2 separate regions of the Sus scrofa genome follow, and region 2 is linked to region 1. Evidence: chromatin contacts called from public HiChIP or PLAC-seq data. All regions are on one chromosome and are shown on one strand. The core of a region is the stretch at or near the end of the contact, and the rest is flanking DNA. Distances in the headings are between cores, read along the strand shown. Region 1 overlaps LOC102158650 (a long non-coding RNA gene). Region 2 holds the start of GJA1 (gap junction protein alpha 1).

The links. HiChIP or PLAC-seq counts read pairs in DNA pulled down with a chosen protein or histone mark.
Region 2: an H3K27ac HiChIP or PLAC-seq map of alveolar macrophages shows a contact between it and region 1. The contact joins the promoter of GJA1 here to the enhancer-like site in region 1. A contact is called at or near these places in 1 of 5 promoter capture datasets (liver), 21 of 47 Hi-C or Micro-C datasets (adipocytes, alveolar macrophages, brain and 14 more) and 2 of 2 datasets of contacts at active chromatin or transcription factors (alveolar macrophages and skeletal muscle).

The regions. Positions count from the first base shown.
Region 1 is chr1:40,659,856-40,666,740 of Sscrofa11.1, reverse strand. It overlaps LOC102158650 (a long non-coding RNA gene), which reads right to left. Exons shown (of 3, transcript XR_001305940.2): 1 at 4,221-6,885. Among named protein-coding and RNA genes, the nearest start is that of GJA1, 340 kb to the left of the region's middle. Within about 2 kb of position 4,505, at least 7 of the 83 cell types and tissues checked have an H3K27ac peak or open chromatin away from gene starts, as enhancers often do. A contact at or near this core is called in alveolar macrophages, omental adipose tissue and retroperitoneal adipose tissue, where this site is marked.
Region 2 is chr1:40,998,071-41,004,955 of Sscrofa11.1, reverse strand. GJA1 (gap junction protein alpha 1) reads left to right here and starts at 2,827. Exons shown (of 2, transcript NM_001244212.1): 1 at 2,827-2,991.

The DNA of each region.
Region 1 (6,885 bases), core at 3,256-5,755:
TGAACCTAGTTAGTTATACGAAGTCTTTCTAATGATGTCCCCGTTTTTTTGACCCTCATTTAGTCCAGATTTAACCCTCTACTGGTGGGGATGGTGGGGAGCAAGTTGGGCTATGATTTGTGGGGGAGGGGAATACAGGGAGTATGTGGGTGAAGTAAGTGTATACCTTTTTATGAAACAATGGCTTTTGAATGTCACAGGAAAAAATTTTTTTCAGGATAAGAAAACACTTGCCATTTCTGCATTTGTTTTAATTAAATAATTTTTAAAACATATGTCTTTAAAACACACATATAAATGTTCACTGAAACAAGTAATGTTAATTCTACTTGAATAAAAGCCCAAGATAATGCTCATTTTGCTTTCTTCTTGGACAAAACCCATGCTTCCCACTTAATCCTATATGGGGGTCTCTTCCTCACAAGTTTTAAACAGGTGTAATTCATGACAGTTCATGGAAAGATCTAAAAGTTGATGATGGTAGATCTCTGTGCCAGTGGTCATTCTCCAGTGGCCTTACTCAGCTCTCTGGGAATCAGTGCTCAGAAGGAAGAGTTTGTCAAACTTCTCTAACACCAATCAGGCTTCAGGGAGAGGATTTTCTCATTAAAAAAAAAAACCAAAACCTCTTGGGCACCCCCTTTTAAAGTCTGCTTCCATCACTTTGAAACTACAAATTTATTATAACCCATCTGCTAATGATCTTAGACAACTATATATCTTTATTTTATAGAGAAATGTTTCCACTGCTCCTTCCAAATTATTTTATAGAAACATCTCCCACACAACCAGGAACAATAAATTTGGCAAGAAGGAGTTGTCAAAGCCAATTCATAATAATGGAGAATGGAGTTCAGATAATTTGCACTTGCCTTGGTTTAACTTTTACCTAAAGAAAAAAAAGCGTTGTTGCTTTCAAAGGTAGCTTTCTTGGTTTTGTGGTGCTTTTTTTTTTTTTTTTTTCTTTTTAGGGCCTCACCTGTAGGATATGGAAGTTTCCCGGCTGGGGTGGACTTGTAGCTACAGCTACTGGCCACAGTCACAGCAACACAGGATCCAAATCACGTCTGCGACCTACACCACAGCTCATGGCAATGCCAGATCCTTAACCCACTGAACAAGGCCAGGGATGGAACCCATGTCCTCATGGACAGCAGTTGGGTTAGTTTCCACTGTGCCACAATGGGAACTCCCCTGTTCTGCTTTTTTAAATACAAAACTATAGAGGGAATTTCTGAGGTATTAAGTAATACTCTAGGTGTATTTAAGACAGCTAGTTACTGCATTTGGTCAGTCACTCTAAAGATACTAAAAAAAAAGTACAAATCCAATATGTAGTAAGATTCTAAGAAAAAGGAATAAAGATTAAAGAAAAAATTTAATGGGTAGTATTTAAACTAGCTACATTTGGGGTATGTCTTAATAAGGGTGTCTTTAAAAAAGGAGGAGAGTTATTACATAGGCCAAAAGAAAATTTATAGTCAGATTGCTGTTCAAAGTTAATAGCACTTATAATTTTAACATACTCTGATGTAAGCTTCACTGTCAAGTTGTTAAAAAAAAATGACTCAGTCTCCACTTATAGGACAGTCCATGGCCTGTAGCAATCTGTAAGGATGAGAGAGAAAAGAGAACAGGATTAACGTGTCACTCTCCCATGCTACGGAACCATGGGACCTGCAAATCCCAAGAAAGAGGGAGACTTTCACAAGGTCACTAGGGATTAGGCATGCACACTAATGGCCTTACTCATTGTTCCAAGGGGTCCTGTGATTGGGCTTGGAGCCAACACACTTCAGCCAACAAAGTCTCTCAATTAGGTACAGTCCCAATGCCAAGTTTCTCAGCAAGAGCATGTGAAAGGGCTCCTTTTGACTTTTGATCAAATCCATTTAAAATCTTTGCCATGGGGTGCTGAAAAAATCAACATTTTAAAATATGTCTAGAATGCCTCATACCTGGGAACTAATATTAGCTACTTGTTCTTATTGTAGAGATTATGATCAATGGATTCACAATGCTCTCAAGAAAATGGATTCAACATAAAATATTACTGTGGGTCATGGTGGAAATGAGAAATTCACTCATATTTGCCAGCAGTGCTAGACTATCAGCTCTCTGGGGTGGGGATCTTGTCTTACACCTCTGTGCAGGTGCAGAGCCCTCACCATGTGGTAGGTAATTGGCGGATTTTTTTTTTTTTTTTTTTTTGACTGGATGGATGATTTAAACAGATCTGTTTACTGGGCTTGCAAAATAATCATCAAACAAATAGGCAGTTTACTGTTTGGAAGATCCTTTTTTACCCTACTTTCCCAGTTACCCGTGGTGAGACTTGAACTGTTTGTCCTTTTAGAACAGAAGAAGAGCTTTTTACACTGGGAAACCCAGACCAATGGCGGCGTGCCTGCTTTGTGGAGGTTGCCTAATCCTTTCTGCTTTGGAATGCTCCTCTGGGTTGGGGAAGTCTCCTGCCTTGGCTGTGATCACAGAGCTACAGAGGGAGGCTTTCACTTCAGCATCCTTTCTTTTCTTTCCAAGTGTAAAAAAAAAACAAGGTTTGACTAACATGTAATACTGAACACTTTGTCTTCAGATCTTGTCTTCTCTATTACATTTTTCAGTGACAATAAGGAAACAATGATTCACAATCCGTAAGAAGGATCCACCCTTGTTCCCTTTAAGAGGGATGCTCCCATCATTTCAACTCAGTTCAAGTGGAAACACTGAACCCAAAAGCAAAAGAGCTAGGACAGACTGGCAAATTCTGTGGTTTGTGCAAAGGATTACGTACCATTGACTGAAAGAAAAAAAAAAAAAAAAAAGCACTACCTAAAATTTGAGGGTTATGTTTTACTCCGATGATTTTCTGAGGACTTCAAGCCCAGGACACAACAGCTCGAACAACACTGAAAACTTTTCCAGAGAGGCAATGATGGGGAGCTAGGATGTATAGGAGTTTTCAACAAAAGACCAAGCAGTCAGAACATCAAAGGATTATTAACAATTAAAGGAACTCAGGAGTGTCCCTTGTGGGTCTCAGCAGGAATGAACCTGACTAATATCCATGAGGATACAGGTTAGATCCCTGGCCAGCTCAGTGGCTTAAGGATCCTTCATTGTTGTGAGCTGTGGTGTGTTTTGCAGACGCAGACAGATACCTTGTTACTGTGGCTGTGGTGTAGGCCAGCAGCTGCAGCTTCAATTTCACCCCTAGCCTGAAACTTCCATATGTGGCTAAAAAGTAAAAGAAAAAAAAAAAAACCATACATTTTACATTAAGGAATTTAGTGCTTTTCTGTGAATGGGAAGATGCAAGAGTTTGAGCTCACTGAAATCACCCCTTTGATATTCACCTCAGCTATCTGGGCCAATACTCTGTTTTCTCAGGGGGCACCATAGGGGGTAGCTGAAGCTGCTGACTGCTTAGATGGGCTTCGCAGTGAGCAGCCCATTTGTCTCCATCCTGAGTTTCCTCAGGGCTCGCTGTCCAGTTGGCTGCAATGTGATGGCTTGGTGGCTGCAACATCCTTTGTTTACTGTCATGGCAGGCAATATTTTAGCTCTCACTATCTATCCTGCTAAACTCCCCTACATGGAGCAAAACACATCTTCCGAGAAAGGAAATTGTTTTTGTTGTTGTTGTTTTTCCTGATGAGAAATGTAGGAATGTATGAGATATCGAACATTTATTTATTTATTTATTTATTTTTGTGTTTTGTCTTTTTAGGGCTGCACCCGCAGCATATGGAGGCTCCCAGGCTAGGGGGTCTAATCAGAGCTACAGCTGCTAGCCTAAGCCACAGCCACAGCAATGCCAGATCTGAGCCTCATCTGCTACCTACAGTATAGCTCATGGCAACACCAGATCTTTAACCCACTCCTCCAGGCCAGGGATGGAACCTGCAACCTCATGGTTCCTGGTGGGATTCATTTCTGCTACGCCACAAGAGGAACTCTGAGATATTGAACCATAAAGGCTCTGAGAGGGCAAATTGTAAAAACGTACTTTTCCAAACTTAAACAATATTTGCAAACTCAATTGCCTATAGAGACAAAAAATATAACAAAAATCTGTGATGAAGGCCAGATAGAAGATGAATGGAGTTGTAAAAACTTGAGGGAGTGGTAAGTTTGTTCCCGTTTCAAAGTTCAAATTCTCGAAAACACACATGCACACACATATACATTCACACAAATAGACATTCAGAGTCACTTACCTTGAGTGAAATGCAGTCTTTTGGCCATTATTTTTAAACCTTGAATTCTACCCTACAGTTTTTTCAGGTTAGGGCAGTTTTTCCAAGTAAGAGTCAAGCCTGGATCTGCTCTCTGTCATGTGAAATTTTTAAAAAGGCGAGATTTCAAAAGAATTAACGATTCAGCCTAGTGGAGGCTAATTCCTTCTAATTCCCTGCTAATTCACCAAAAACTCAGTCTACTACTACCATGACCCAATGTAGCCTTAGACGTGACCCTTATTCAGTCCTCCTCTCCTTGAGCTCCCCCTAGAGGTTAGAGTCTGCCAATAACAGAAACCCCGCAGTGACTTCTCAGAAAAGATGGAATTAAAAAAAAAGGAATAGGAGTGGCACGGGGGTGATTGCTAAGAACATAACAATCAAAAGAAAAATAATAAAAATATTTATGTGAATTTATTCCTCATGTCTTGTGCACCAAGTAAATATTTAGGGCATATACTATGTGCAAAGAATTGTGGTAAATGTTCTGGAAAATGCTGAAATCACCAATTACACAATTTCTTCTTCTGTAAAAGATTACAAAAAGCAACATTCTTTCTGCTTTTCTGACCCTGCAAATTCCTCTTTCACTAATTTTTCTATTCTATTCTTCTTAAGTAGTGGCCTTCTTCAGAACCCTCTTCAAATTCTCTTCTTTCTTGCTTTGCATTTCTTTGTTTATGTACTCTCATTAATTTTTCTGGTTTCAATCACCACTTTTTTTTTTTTTTATGATTTCCACCTTTATATCTCTGGACTGAACTTTTCTTTGAGTAGCAGATACATGGTTTCACTTTTCTGCTGAAATTCTTCACTAGAAAGTTTCAGTCATGTCAAACAACATCCCCCAGAGCTAATTCAAGACCATAAGCATTTAATGACAAATAGGCATTGTCAGTGGTAAGTGATATGATTCAGAAGATCACTTTGGGGTGAGGTTGTCTGGGAAAGTCTCCCGGCAGAGCCAGACTTGGGCAGGAATTTGAACAAGAGGTTTGTGGACAACAGTGTGAACAAAATCAGGAGGACATCCATCACGACTTCCTTCAATGGAGACTTTTTCTGCCATGCCAGTACTTTTCAGTCCAAATCAGTTTTGACCTCTAGTCCAATACAAATTTTTAAAAAAGAGAGAGAAAACAAAATAAAAACTTGCCCCATGGTAGTTTTTCTCTATCTGCTTTTTCCTCCTTCCAGATGGAGAAATTGAAGATCAGAGACCAAATAAGCAAAGGACGAAGCCATTTTCCACTCACAGTAGAAATACACAAATTTTCGCAAACATAGGTAGATTTCTCTACCCTTGAAAACTGAAATGGCAATCCTGAAGCCCAGCTGAGAGTTGGCCCTTGAATACCAGGCATTTTCTTTATTCATTCTGCATCCACTTGGTTCTGGCCTTGCCTTTGTCCTAGCCAAGGAGCTGAATGTAGCCTCTGATGTTCGCAGCACTGCCTTGCAATCTTGAAAAAGTTGTAAAAGGACTGCCTTTTTTCCATTCCCTCCCTTGCAGTGGCACTTTCAACATAAAAAAGTAACTTAACTCTGAGCCCACATTGGACTTTTTTATAATCGCATCAGGCAAGCTCTTTTGGTGATTACTTCAAAATAAAATAGATGTTTTCTTCTTTTTATCTTATGCAATGTTGTTATTTAGAAGGAACATGGGGAGGCTTATCTGTTCCCTGAGTAATCATAGTGGTTGTTTTTCCCATACAGAATTGTAGCTAATTAAGAACATTTTTTTTTTTTAATGTTCAACTAGATACACCATGAAAATCTTAGTTGTGTGAAACTTTTTTCATAAGAAATTTCAACTCTTTTCTGTGATAGCTTCAGGGGTCAAGGAAGTTAAACTATGACAGCTTACAAAAAAAGGCAATTGTGAGAATTCAGTCAAAAACAACAGGCTTTATTGAAGTCTTCTAACCTTCTTTGGTAACCATACAGACAGTTTTAAGATTTTTTTAAAATTCGATTTATTTTTTTTATGGTCTTGGAATAGAAATGTGTTCACTGCAAGTCAGGTAAATACCTTTAAATATTTGTCAACCAGCATCATGAAAGAAATCTTTTATTATTGCACCTGTTGAAATTAATTGGGCAGTATTGTACATCATGACTTCTCTGCCATAATACTGGCTTTGTTACGAAACTGAAGTGCTATTTGCTGAGTCTGCTTAATGAAGGGCTATGTGTTTTCTTTTGTAATCCCAAAAGTCAGAAAAACATAGCTCAGATGAATGAAGATATATGTGTTTGAAGAAAAAGAGGAAGTTTCCTGATTTTCATTAGTTTATAAGCTAGATCTTGCTTGGCAAAGCAGTAAGAAATATGTTCTGTTTTTAAGATAGAACAAGATGACAATGAACTTGGCTTGAGCGTTGAAGGAGGGGTCATTTGGCTTTTAGGAATACATCCTACAGAGATCCTTACAGCTCCTGCTCCTCTGAGCTTCAGTAGAATGAAGAGCTTGAACAGACTACAGCCTAGCATGACCTGTTTCAAAGTTCAGGAAACAGATATGGTTATAACATGGTCATCTCCAACCCCTCTCCCTATCAATCACCTTTCCTTACACTTTTTTAGAAAACAACAACAGCAACATTTATTGCTCTTTCAGCCATTCTCTCCTCTCAAATAA
Region 2 (6,885 bases), core at 1,578-4,077, 340 kb before region 1:
CTAAAGAAACTGCAGATAACAGAACCCTCAGTGACTGTCCCTTATCCCTCAAAGAGTGGTATTGCCTAGCACATCAAGCCACATCCATTTCTTCTGCATGGACGAGGCCTGGCAATCAGAGAAGGTACAGTTCTGAAAAGTCAGTGTTTATATTCATGAAATGGCATCGGCATTTTTGAGACTATGAGAAAAACACATTTAAAAAGTCTGTCCCACAAGTTTTGCAAAACATCCCAATGAAAATAAGCTTCAGATAAATAGGATACCTTATTTTAAAAAATACTAAAAATATGTTATTGGTCAAAACGTAACTTACCAGCAGTGCTAGAGTATGAAGTATAAGAGTTGCTGGTAGACATTTGGAGAAGTTACAAGGTGTCCTTGAATAATAACTGTTGTCATTGTTCCAGCAGGGAAGCCATTCACAGTGACCCAGCTCCTCTTGAGCACTATTACTCATAGTGCCATTATTGCCACTCTTGGTGCCATTATTCCAAAAGAAGAGAAGATCACAAAGAATATCTTCATCTTTTATGAATGATTTTGAGAAAATCATTTTAGAAATAAAAGATATAGTACATTCCATATGTTAAGAGAACTTGTTATTTAATTATTGGCTAACATGAATAATCCCTTTGGCCTAGAAAATAAATCAAGTGATTTCCATGAATAACTTAATTTGGTATCAAGAAGTTCCTCTATCTCTTTCAAATTGGTCACATAGGCAACAGACTAAAAAGGAAAGATGCTAGAATGCTGAGATAACAACATCCTTCTATACACCTAACAGAACAGAATTGGAAATTTAACACGATTTTTTCATTTAAAAAAATCCTGTTATAGAATAGCCAGTTGCAACTTTTCTTTAATGCAACTAATTCTGAATTAACATTTTAGGAAATTTTTTAAATAAAATGGATGATTTCAGTAATAATTGTGCTTGATAAATAATTGTACAAAAATAAAGAAAATATTTATGTAATTTTATTTATTTATTTATTTGCTTTTTAGGGTCGCACCCCTGGTATATGGAGGTTCCAAGCCTCATCTGTGATCTACACTGCAGCTAACAGGCAATGCCAGATCCCCCACCCACTAAGTGAGGCCAGGGATGGAACCTGCACCTACATCCTCATGGATACTAGTCAGATTTGTTCCTGCTGAGCCACAATGGGAACTCCCAAATAATTATGCAAATTGAATGAAGCACAGACTTTTTTTTTTTTAAGAGGGAGAAAAGGAAAACAGGTGTTCTTAAAAAGAATAAATCATATTTTCATGAATGTGTTCTGAATCAAAGGAAGTAATTTTTACTTAGGACAAAACCATAGACTCATTTGAAGGAAAAGACACTATAAATACAAGAGCAAAAGAGTATTTATGGATTGCTAAGCTTGAAGACTTGAAAGTTAGAGTACAACTTCTATTTCTTTTTTCCTCTTCCTTAACATAAAGAAAAATGTACCCTTAGAAACAGAATAGCCAGCAAATGAAAGAGCAAAATTGTGTATTAAAACTACAACCTTTCAAAAAGTGCCTTATTAGTCATTTCAATGAAATGAAATTTAGGCAAAGGTATCTATCAGAAAATACTTCCTATCCTACTTGTTTTTTTTTTTTCCTCCTAGTATTTGTATTAGTAAGGAGTATCCCCGCTGGATGAGTTTGCTTTATTTCCAGAGAATAATGCCCAAGAGAGTTCCCTGCCCAACCCCAGGAGCATCACTGAAGCCAGTTTATGAGGAACTCTCCTACCACAGCCCTCTAGTGTAGCCTCTGAACAGACCTCAAAGGACCCGGCCACTCTGAGACTGAGGACACATGACTCAGGCTGTTATAAACCCTAGTGCAGACTGTTGAAGAGGGAGGGCCCTGGAAGTGGTGGAAAAGCACATAAAAACTATACCCAGATCTCTGTGGTCAGCAGCAGAAAACTCTCCAGTGGGTTTTAAGGAGAGAGATGGTCTCAAGGAAAGCTGAGAGTTTCGGGCCTTAACATTTGAATTTTCCATAAAAAATATCCTGACATTTCACTACAAAAGAGAGTTCATTTTTGGCATGAATGGGGCTAGGATATTATAAATTTTCAGTTCCCCAGAGATTTGGTAGAGGTCAGATAGGAAGATTTAACAGTCAAAAAGTATTATAATACAGTTATGAATATAAATATATATATTTTTTGCAAAACTGTGGGAAAGAATGAAATTTAAAGCAGTCAAGGAGTTGAGAGGTGGATTTGGGATGGGCATACCATCCTAAAATGTTCGTTTTTCAAATTTCTCAATCCCATCTCCATTTCCTTTGTTAATTGTCCCTTTAAACTAAGAGGGGAGGAATTAGCTCATCAAATAACTCACTCACACCCACCTTTACACACACCTTGGCCAATAGGAAGTTTGCCCTGGCTGTACACTTTTCCACCACTTTAATTTAGTGTAATATATACATATATTACAGGAAATAAAATCTTAGAAAAGGTAGTAATAATATAAAATACATTACTTTTTATTATCCCTGGACTTTGGGTGAAAAAAGCACTAACTAAAACCCGTAATTGTTACTGTAAGAAGTAACTACAAGTAATGGCATTCAGGTCTCTAATGCCATTTCATGTCTCTCGTCAGCAGTTTTAAAGTTGGACTTCATCTGGACCTAGCTACTCCTCTGCCTCTTCGCCCGCCCCACCCCTCTCGGCTGCCGGCCTCCTCGCCACTCTCCCGCCCGCCTTTCCTCTTCCCCACCCCTTTCTCCTAGCCCCTCCTCCTTGTTGAGTCAGTGGCTTGAAACTTTTAAAAGCTCAGTGCTCCAAGTAAGAAAAAAGCTTTTACGAGGTATCAGCACTTTTCTTTCATTAGGGGGAAGGAGTGAGGAAAGTACCAAACAGCAGCAGACTTTTAAACTTTAAATAGACAGGTCTGAGTGCCTGAACTTGCTTTTTCATTTTACTTCATCCTCTGAGGCGTGCCTACTTCACTTCTTTTAAGGGAAAGAGTAAGTTTTCAAAAAGGACTTTACCTATTTCTTTCTTTTTCTACAATTAAAACTTTGCTAAAGTTTTTTAAAGTGTTAAATGTAGCTTTGATATGATATAAAGGGAATGATGAACTTGAAATGTCTAGTTTTAAAGTTAAAATGGAACTTACGGTATTTATTTTTTGACTGTTAAAAAGTTATCTTTTAATAATGCAACAGGTAGATAAGATTCATACCTTTCTGGATATTTGGTTGGTTCCTCATTTTAGAGTAGAATTTCACTTTTTTTGGTAATTAGTAATAGTCTAGACGCTTTGTAACTTTTGGGGTGGGGTGTGGTTTGGGGGGCCTAGGTTGGGGGTTTGACTGGCTACAACGAAAAAAATCAAAGTGCAAAGATGCCTAGAGTGCTTGCTATAGAATTCTACGCTTTGTGCTTTTTCATATGGAAATCTTGATTGATGTTCTCTAGCCTTGAAAAGCAGACTTCTTAACAAAGTGCTTTGTTAAGACCTTGCGGTTACTTGACTTCCACGTGGTCTCTTCGTAGAATTTCCCCCGGTAAACAAAAAGGTGTAAAAATACGGGTTGTAATGCTGAGGTTCTTAAAGCAACAGTAAAGAGTTAACTTTGTGTTAGCCGCCACTAGGGAAAAATCTTGAGACCCTCAGGGAAGCCACCTTTGACTCGACCACGTTGGCAATTCAGGAGGTGAAATCTCTTGAATGCCTGCCTGCTCGTTACTTACAAAGCGTTAAGTTAGGGCGAGAACAGAAGTTTAGAAAAGAGTGCATGTCAGGGTGCATTTTCAAAACGGTCTCCTAAGACAGGGGCTCCTAGAGAGAATATGAAACGAAATTTCTTAAGACAGCGCCTTAGAGGGAGCTACCGCCCCCCCCCCAACCCCGACACACACACACGCGCGCGAGCGCGCACACACACACACACACAAACACACTGCCACCACCTTCTGCTTGTCCGAACCTGCCACACACTAAAGAGCTCTGGGGCAACTTTTTTGAGTTTGAGCCGCCAGGGTGCTGCCAGGAGGCAAAGATAAAGACGATTTGTCATTTTTAAAGGTTCAATTTCTTACATGCTCTTGTGAGTAACCCACATTCTTTTAGCCTGAAATGCAGCCATGCATTTTCGTGCCCGGTAAGGATTTTGTCTGTTCTAATTCCAGGGACTGAAGTAATTAGTTTAAATTCTTGCTGTGACCCTACAGTTTGAAGTATTTGCACCAGAGAGTGCTCAAAAGCACATAAAAATGAAAGCTTTGGGGAAGGAGGACGGGGGCCTGGGGCCGGGCGGGCGCGGGGTGCCTCCTGCCATTTTAGCATCCGCCTGGCTCGCCCCGGCTCCTGGGCTGCCCCGGCCTCCAGGTTTTGGAAAGGTTTGCGGATATTTCCCTCAAATGCTTAAAAGTTAAACCCAGTGCAGGTCTGAGTTCCGCCACTGGAAGGGAAGGGGTGGGAGCGGTGGAGGTGGGTTTGAAGGAGATGGACATCATGCCGAATGGTAAAAGAATAGCAAATGATTAATTGAATTAAATGTGTCAATCTAATTTCCCTTTTCTCTCACCGCCATCCGCAGTGCCCTTTTTTTCTTTTTCTTTTTTTCCAAACCTGTTGAATCCTAGTGTGTAAGCCATGACGAGGAAACCTGAGTACCTTGGAAATTAATGTGTCTAAATGACACTTGTAACTCTTCAGTAAGTTCTCGAAATTTCCTAAGAATCCGGGGGTGGGGAGCGGGTAGGGGAGCGCAGAGGAAGCCACGTAATGAAATGAGTAAAGACCTAATGACATGTCCAGGAGTAAATCAGTACAGAATTTGGAAATTCAACTTTTGAGTTCCTAGCAGCGGATCGACCACAGTATCCTACTGATTAGCCCTCCAGATGTTTACAGAGCATCTCCCATAAAGTTTATCAAAAGCCCTCCTTGAGCAACCTCATCCTTATCCTAAGGTTGCCTGTACTCCCAGAGTACAAAGAGGAGCACTATAAACTTGGAAAAATAGACATTGTTGCATTTGGAGGTGGGTTTAATTTCTTCTGCCTTCCAAACCAAGTTAGTAATAAGAAGATGCTTAATCTCACCCTCTGAAAATTAGGCACATTTGAATTTAGTCTAAAATGAAGAGGCAATTTGAAGAGTAGATTATGAAAATTTTTCCTAAAGCCTAACTTTTGAACAAGGATTCTTGAAAATAAAATCCTGTAGTAATAGAGATTTAATTAAATTAGCCCTGTCCCTAAAATAGAAATAAGCCACTTAGGTAGAAAATACTTCAGGGAAAGAGTAATTCTTCTAGGTAGGCCGAGTTGCCAGAACGATGGCAATGGTAGAAAAACATTTTGTCGTGGCAAGATGTTTGTGTTGTGCTTAGTAGTTCTCCAAGTCAGGGTGTGGTTGTCACCCGTCCTTTGCTTGGAAAATGCTTTGATAATGCTTTAATTCTACTCTCTTCACTGTTTAAACATGTTCCCATTTTTCTACTACCTTTTATAGTTGATCACCACAGCTGCCCCAAACACTCAATTCCTCACCCTTTACAGTACAATTCCTACATTGCTGGCCCTTCCCAGGAAACAAAGTTCCAAGCAAGCATCCGAAAGGGTGTGTTTTCAGATACTGAGAGTTGTTTTGTTACTGAGATGTTTTCAATTCCTGAGTAGAGAAGGATGGAAAACTCATGATATGGTGCATTCCTTCATTTCTCTGATGATATCCAGAGGTGTAGCTTGGTTTGAGCCTCAGAGCCTCTGTACATGATACCCGAGGGAAGGGAATGATAGGAAAGTCACCAGTGATTAATACCTTCTACTCCACCTTTCCTGTTCTGACTTCCCTTTGAGCTTCTCAGTTGTTGGAATAGATTGTGGAAGCGTATGCACACACAGTTCAGATTTGGGGAGAAAAGTTATTTATTAATTATTAATTACATAGTGTTTACCATTAATGTCAATATTCAGTGTAGATAAGTCAAGTTAAAAAAAAGTCCCCAGAGTTTCTCCTCCATGGGAGACTTTTTTTTTTTTCTCGCTTTAGATTACTACCTAAATTCTCCACTTTGCCTGTCTAGGCTCACCATTTGGCTATGTATGTACATACTGTCTTTTGCCAAAGTTAAAACCCAAACCATGGTGGGCCGTTGATGTGTGTGTGTGTGTTTCCTTAACACTAAACTTAAAATTTTCTGTGATCTTCACATCCAAATATTCCTAGCTTTCTAAATAATTTCTTTAAAAGTGGGTGTTATGGAATATTTCACAGTGATATAGAAAACAGTGTTTTTTAGCAATTTCAGTGAGGGAGATGCATTCTGTAGGATAGGACTTTTTCCATGATTTAGAGATGCCTCCAATTAGAAACACAAAACAGGCAGACCCTCTTCATGGCCTTTTCTCCCTATTAACTGATAAAGGGTAAATTTTTCCTTCCCACAAATCTTTTTGAGATTGCCAGAATAATAATATTGTACTCATTGCAAGGGCTCCTTGAAAACTTATTTTGGTTGCTATTACCAAAATGCTAATCATTTCTTAATAGCTATTTTGCTAAAGAAAGGATGCCAAAGTTAGAGAATAAATGGGCTATATCTTTATCTCAAGACCATCTAAAGAGTAATAGCTAAACTTTATTGAGCTTTTACCAAGAGCTTCATGTGCATGAGTTCTCATTCAATTCTCATTAAGGAAAATCAACTTCTTAATCAATACACTTGTGAGGGCTCTGAGGGTGTGTTTATATGAGGATAAAATAACTAGGCTGTTCAATAAAAATAGTCAATTTGGAGGTGAGGTGTGAGAAAGCACCCAGAAGTGACAGAAATAGCATTGAAGTCCCATCAGATCACAGTCAACCCAGCTTTTAGTCTGCAGCATCTGACTTAGGCTCTTTCCTC